2 separate regions of the Oryzias latipes genome follow, and region 2 is linked to region 1. A link is a contact called in public Hi-C data. All regions are on one chromosome and are shown on one strand. The core of a region is the stretch at or near the end of the contact, and the rest is flanking DNA. Distances in the headings are between cores, read along the strand shown. Region 1 holds the start of inpp5a (type I inositol 1,4,5-trisphosphate 5-phosphatase). Region 2 overlaps inpp5a (type I inositol 1,4,5-trisphosphate 5-phosphatase).

Evidence for each region. Hi-C and Micro-C count contacts between places; a contact is called where the count stands out from the background.
Region 2: a Hi-C map of fibroblasts shows a contact between it and region 1, with 2.0 times the contacts expected there. The contact joins the enhancer-like site here to the promoter of inpp5a in region 1. A contact is called at or near these places in 2 of 5 Hi-C or Micro-C datasets (fibroblasts and gastrula embryo).

Annotation. Positions count from the first base shown.
Region 1 is chr15:2,042,711-2,046,124 of ASM223467v1, reverse strand. inpp5a (type I inositol 1,4,5-trisphosphate 5-phosphatase) reads right to left here and starts at 2,061. Exons shown (of 16, transcript XM_020709239.2): 1 at 1,633-2,061. The coding sequence starts at 1,710.
Region 2 is chr15:2,079,674-2,083,147 of ASM223467v1, reverse strand. It overlaps inpp5a (type I inositol 1,4,5-trisphosphate 5-phosphatase), which reads right to left. Exons shown (of 16, transcript XM_020709239.2): 3 at 1,492-1,592; 4 at 572-659. Among protein-coding and RNA genes, the nearest start is that of inpp5a, 37 kb to the right of the region's middle. Within about 2 kb of position 1,632, at least 3 of the 8 cell types and tissues checked have an H3K27ac peak or open chromatin away from gene starts, as enhancers often do.

The sequences.
Region 1 (3,414 bases), core at 812-3,311:
TTTATTCTGAAACTCTTGGGTTTGTCTATTCACGCTAGATCTCAGCTGTAACATTTCAAAACAAAAGCGTGAGCATCACAGCGCTGTTCTCTGGCAATACCCAAGTCCAAACAGGACAACACAGCACGGACCTGACACACAGCAACAGGGGCTCGCCATCGGCGCCGCATCTTCCTCCACAAATACGCAACAATCTCTGATGGATGAAGAGGAGCAGAGAAAATCAGCCCAACAGAAAACCACCGTGAAAATCAACAAGACCGTCTGACGGCTTCAGCAGATCACACGGCATGACAGGAAGCAGCAGGAGAGGTTCTGGTGTTCAGCGCCACACGGCTGACGGCGGGCGGCGAGTCCAACTTCTGCCTGTTGTCTGCAGTTCCACTGATGGAAAAGCTGAGGTCCAGAATTCACCTTTCACACGTAGAAACAACCTTCCCAAAAGTGACATTTTCACACAGGTATAATAGGTCATGCACAGGTTTTCTCTCATTCCTCATCAGAACGCAACAGAAATACAACAGCAATTTTGAAAGAGACGATAAGTTCTAATGATTCAATAAAGAGTCTAAACATTTGCAGCAGAAGATATTTTTGAAGAATGTTTCCAATGGGTTTCTCTCCAAGAACTAGAAAAATGCAGAGTTCCCATGTTGTCCCATTCATGCAGGGTCTGCACCCGTGCATCTCCACGTTTGTTTGGTGGATCCAATATTCTGCTTAAACAGTGAATACAGGAGAAACTTGACTCATAAAGAGCCTAGAAGTCAAGAACAGAAGAAAGTCTGGGCTAAAGAAGGAACATTGGAGCAGCATCACCGATCTGTGGAACTCAGCTCAAAGCTGTAAACCAGCAGAACGTTCTGGAGCAGAACTGAACCAGGAACAGACGCACTGATGGGGTTTTTTTCCTCCCAAGCAGCCGATGAGGAGGGAACACATGTCCTCACTTCTCACCTTCCTGCTACCGCTGACCCCCCAGGGGCAGCAGCACCCTCCTCCCCTCTGAGGTCAGAGCTGGTCTGGAGATGGAACCAACAGCAGGACCAGTGAAAGACCTCATTCAACCTGCAGCCATGGCTGGGGGGAGCAGGGGGGAGAGGGAGCATGCATCTGTGTGTGAGGAATGTCCTCAAGGAAGAAAAACACAAACATGCCCCCCCCTCCCCCCCCGCGCGGAGCTGGTGAGCAGCGTCTATTTTAGGCACTCTCAGCAGGAAGAAGCCCCCTGATGTTTGGGAGGAACCTTCTCACGGTGACAGTAGCTGCCCCCCCGCACCACCCTGACCAGGGGCAGAACCCACACCCCCTGCATCACCCCGCAGACATGAAGGACCTTTGCGATTTCAGGAGGATCTGCGTGACACGCCGCGTGACATGCTGCACAGATCTCCTATCCAGATGTTTGACGTAAACCAGGGGTTTTCCTGGAAGACCTTCCGGGGGGCAGCAGGAAGTTTCGGGCGTCGTCGGGACAACACTGAAGCACGCGGAATAACGACAGGACGCGCGCGCGCTACTATAACGGTTCAGAGGCTGCACGCGGACAGACGCTGGAGTCGTGACCAGCTGAGAGCTCGTTCAGCATCAGGTGAAGACAGGGGGAAGAGGGGGAGAGGGGGGAGCACTCACATCCTCGAACAGAGATCCAACGTTGGCTGTCACCAGCAGGATCCCGTAGCCCTGCGCGGCGGCCGGCTTCCCCGCCATCCCTCTGCCGGGGGGGTCGCGGAGCGAAGTTTGCGTGTGGCGGACGCGGAGGAGCCGCAGAGCGTGCGGGGCGTGCGGAGCCTGCGGGCTGTCTCTGGAGGATGTTTAGCAGGAGGAGGGCAGGCTGCGGCTGGAGGGGCTGCTGCGGCTCAGCTGGAGCATATTCTTCCGCGCGGAGCTTCAGCTGCGGCTTCCCGCGCTCAGAGCCACGGGGGGGGGGGGGCGGTTTAATCCACGGAGAGCCGCTTCATCGCTGCGTGTCCGTGTCTTTTGAGCGCCGTGAAACTCCCCCTCCCGAGGCAGGACGCTTTTCCAGGACCATCGCCTTCGCCGATGACAAGCGATAGGCTGGGGTTCTGCTGCGCTCTGTGACGTCACCGATGGAAACGCGGCTCTTCTTAAAGGACCCGCGCGCCGTGAGCAAAAGCACGCGCGTGTTCGTGTCCCCTCACTGTGGTTCAAAAATAAGACTATGACAATCTTTATTTTTATATACAAACCAAGTTAGGTTGAGCAAGCATTTGAAATGCGCAAGAAAAAAATAAAATAAAATAAAAACAGGTAAGGTAACAATGTAAAATAACGATAGTTTTGACATATTTTGAGACGTTACTGCAGTTTTTTTGCTTTTGTCTGCTATGGAGCATCTGAAGCCTTGACATTTAAAATGAAACTTTACATGCTAGCCTACTGAAGTCAGCAGGAATAAGGATGGATTTGTTTTTTGTTTTTTTCCATCTTTGAGGAATTACTTTTCCATTTTTGTACAGCATCTCCCCCTTGAGCTCCATGAAGAGCCCACAGGTCTCCGTGGAGCTTTTGGAGGACCACTGCTGTAAAACACATGTCAAACCTGCAAAATCCTCCAGCTTTTCACTTCTTTTGGCATCAAAACAAAATTTACTGGTTTCTAAACTGTTGGACGTCTTAAACCACTGAAGGCAACCCGGTAACATACTGAGAGGATAAAGAGCTTCAAAAGCTAAATACTTCACAATTTAGCTCCAACTTATTCAAAGACGAGTATGTTGGCCTTCACACAGATTCTCTTTTTTTGTTGATAATTCTGCTTCATTTTTAGTTTTTTTCTTTTTGCTTGTGTGGACACGCCAGTGTGGCCTCAGCTGCTTGTTTTCACGTCCTGTTTGAGCTTCTCAAGCCCAAACAGTTGCATGCAAACCCAGAGGCACAAAGTTGCATCCCTACGTAAATAAAGACGCTGTCCAAATTGACTCTGTCACTGACGGATTTCCTTCTGACAGGGATGAGAGGGCACAGATGAACCAACAAAGCAGCAAATAAAGCCTGTCAGAGAGTTTGCTCAAAATACATTCAGCGTCATCAGCCCATACTAGAAGAACCACACACAGTATTATTTCAGGTTCAGAAAAACCTCTGGATCGTTTCCCTTGGAAGGATGTGGGACATAACGATTTGGGTGACAGTGGCGCATCCTCTACAACTAGCAGTCCTTTTCAAAATTCTGAATTCTATGAACAAACAATTATTTAATGAATTCAGGTAATAATTGCAAATCCTGGGTCAGACACTAGGTCTTTCTTTTTGCCTCTTAAAATGACGTGCTTATCCAAAGACTGGCCTTTGCTCAGCACAGCTGTATGACAACCCAAGATGGTCATACAGGTGGGCAACCATGGAGCTCAGATACAACAAAACAATCCCCTGGATTCAAGGTTTGATTCG
Region 2 (3,474 bases), core at 383-2,882, 37 kb before region 1:
GTCCTCCTTTTACTGCTTTGTACTGTCATGATTTTTTTCTGCCTTGTCATGTGGGCTGTAAGTCTGAGTTTTATGTTCTGCAGAGCATCTGAAAAACATGTTTAAACCGTGTTAAGCCAGACTATTTTTAATCTTTTCCTGTTTAATAAATGACATTGAAACTGAAGATTGAATTTCTGACGTCAGAATTAGAGGTGAAATAAAATGACCGTTTTTCCTTAAATGCAGCAGCCCCTACAGTCAACCACTGGTCTCCTTTTTTTTTGCTTGTATGACATGTGAGCATGTGTTTGTGTTCCAACTTTCTGCATCATAGTGTGGAATGTCAGACCATGACTGTGTCTGATAAGAGAGGCTTCCTGTCTGACACTTCCTTCTGCATCATGACTTTGGGGTTTAAGAACCTCAAATGACAAAATTCAAGAAGTCAAAAGTGTGCACAGCATCAGCAAAGACACCAAAGAGGAATGTGTTTTTGCAAAGTCTGGCTCAAGTGCAACAAACTCACAACACATGTTCTAAGTTTACATGAAAACCCTCACAATCTCCCTCATGAAACCAAAGGACTTACTGTGAAATGCTCCTTGGATTTGTAGTCCTCATCCAGGTAGACGCGAGCTCTGTTGTACTCCATCAGGGCATCACTGGACAACAACTCTCTGAGGGACACAGAGGACATTTATCGTCCATCCACCAATTCACACATCCAGACATCCACCCTTAACACTCTTTGAAGGAAACAACCACAGTGGAGAGAGAGGCAGGTCCACCTGGAGCAGGTCTTCTGTCCATCATGGGGCCCCACAGAGAAAACGCTTTGAACTGAGGGAGAAAACCTCCACAGAAACTCAGATGAGTTTCTGGAACAGAAACAGCCGCCCTGCTGTTACTGTGGACTCAAAAGCAATAGAGTGGACACATAACCCCAGTGGGGCCAGCCCTCCTCCGGCTCCAGTTTAAAACTTCCTTCTAAGAGCCAGAGCTCCTCCAGCCCCCCAGCCTGCTGACCAGCAGCCCCTCCCTGTTCACGATTCGGCACCGGAGCACCAGGAGTCTGCTCTGGGGAACTACGGGACGCTCTCACACAGCCACCCAAACAGCAGAGCAGCTTCAGTCCATCTCTAAATCTCATTAAACCTTCTTCCAGTTCCTTGTTGTCATTTTAACAGACTTAATGCTCTCCACCCCTTCATCCATCCATTCTCTGAACCTGCTGTATCTTTTTGAGGGTAAAGGGGACAGTTCACTAGTCTGTCACTGGGCCACACACTCACACCTAGAGAAACTTTAGAGTAATCAATTAACCAATGAAGCGTGTTCTTGAACAGTGGAAAAGGTCGTGGAAATACTTGTGTAGATAAGAAACTGCGGGAAGCAAGAGCTTCTCTAGTTTTCTGTGCTGCTGTGCTGCGGCCAGCAGAGGGAGCAACACGCTCACTTTCAAACAGACCCACAGAGGATTCAAAGCACACCAAACTTTGACACACTTACTTGACAAAGCTGCCCACGTGGGACATGGATGCCTCGTAGTTCTTGCCGCCCACCTCTTGACAGTGCAACGCCAGGAAGTGAGGCTTGTGTGACTGAACGGTCTGAAGAGAGAAAGAAACAGCATGTGATCAACCTCCTGACCCCTCTGATCCTCATCCTCCTGATGAAGCTGAAGGCTCCTCTTCATCTCAGACCAGTGCTGGGGCTGCAGATGCTTCACGTTTACACTCCTGCATCTCGACACAACAGCCCCCGTCTGTTGGAAAATGACTACAGCACCCAACACCTGGGGGGCAGGCATGCAATGGTTGTGCTAGGCTGAGAGATGATGTGGGTGTGTGGACTGGGGGGGATTAAAGGTAAATGGAAATGAGATTGGGGAGGGGGGCATGTCTGTCCACGCGGTGGTGCAGAAGAAGAAGCCGTATTTGCACAGCAGGTGTTGACTCTCATAAACAGGATTCATGAGTGAGCAGGTCTCTGCCGGAGGATGTCAAACACGGCTGTTTAACATGCAGGCGGGGGCCCCGGGAGCTCTCCATTTCTCTAAATAAATGATCAGACAGGTGGAGGCGGGGACAGAGGAGCTGCTGAAATCACACAAACCAACTGTCGTCAACATGAAACTGCCGTCCAAACTTTTTTCACAGAGACAAGCCGGAGATCAGAAGCTGTTCAGGAGGATTGGTCCTTTTTGGTCAGCTAATGCTTCCCCGACCCGCGAAGTCTCCCGGTTCTCCACTGCAGAACAGCTCTGCAGAACCTTTGAACCCGCAGGATGAAACGGGACTGCTGTATATTAATGTAAGACAGAGTGGAAAAAAGGGTTTTGATAATACATAAAACCAAACCCACTTCAATCAAAGGACGCCTTTTCTATTCTAAAACTCATCCATTCAGTTCTTACCGTTTAAAATGAGGAAAATGTAGTAAAGAACCTTTTAAAGGACTGGCTGCAACCTGAGGATCTGGAACCGCAGGCGTCTTTCTTGTTCCTCTATATATTTTAAGGGCCTATACCATGCAAAATCAATGTTTTAAGGTTAAAGTGTGTTATAATGTTCATTCCTCACGGAAAAAAATCTGTATTTCTGAGTATTCCTCTAAAAACCTGCAGTCTGAGCACCAGCCCCTCTCAATCCATGAAAACTAGTGGGTTCTCACATTGTGAAATCACAAAGTGAGGAACCACCCCTTCCAGGAGGGGTCTTCACCGTCAGCACCGCTCCCAGACTAACACAAAGACCATCTTTCTCCATGGAGCTAGCGGTATCTAAAAAAAAACCTTTCATTTCATTTGCACAATATGCACAACCATCTTTGCAAAAGTTTAAAATTTAAAAAATTTGTTTTTTTGTGTCCCAAAAGTACTATATTATCATATCCATGGATAATATTTACTATGAAAGGTTTAGGGATAGCATGTATAAGCCCTTTAGAACTACTGTCAGAGTGGATTATTGTTAGAATATTTTTACGTTTTATAAGTGAATGGCTTAATGGCCTCAAAAACATAAATGAAGTGGATTTTGTGTTGCTCTCGCTCCCCTTTGGTGTTTAAGAAACTGGCCCTTTTGACCCTTATAGCACTAAAGGTTGCACACTTCTGCACTACAACAAGAATATATTCTGAAAAATCACTTCTCATGAATTGTAAGATATGATTATCTGCAGAGAGAACAGCTGAGTCAGTCAACTACGAAACTACTAAAAACACAAAGTTTAGCTCTGTTACTGAAGGAGTTGGAGGGTTTGCTGCATTTCTGGGCTGGGGGGTCAAATGTTAAATGCAGGGATTTTTCACTGTCTCTCCTTTTTCTTCCTTCCTCTGCATGTGCTTCCTGTGCTAGGTGACACCTGGTGTAGACCTGACAAGCTGTGCAATCAGGCCCCGGAGCCAGCCACCAGGCCATGGGGCGAGCCATTAGGTTCCAGGCCCAGCCATCAGGCCTTGTGACGAGTTGCCAGGCCTTGGGGCCAGCC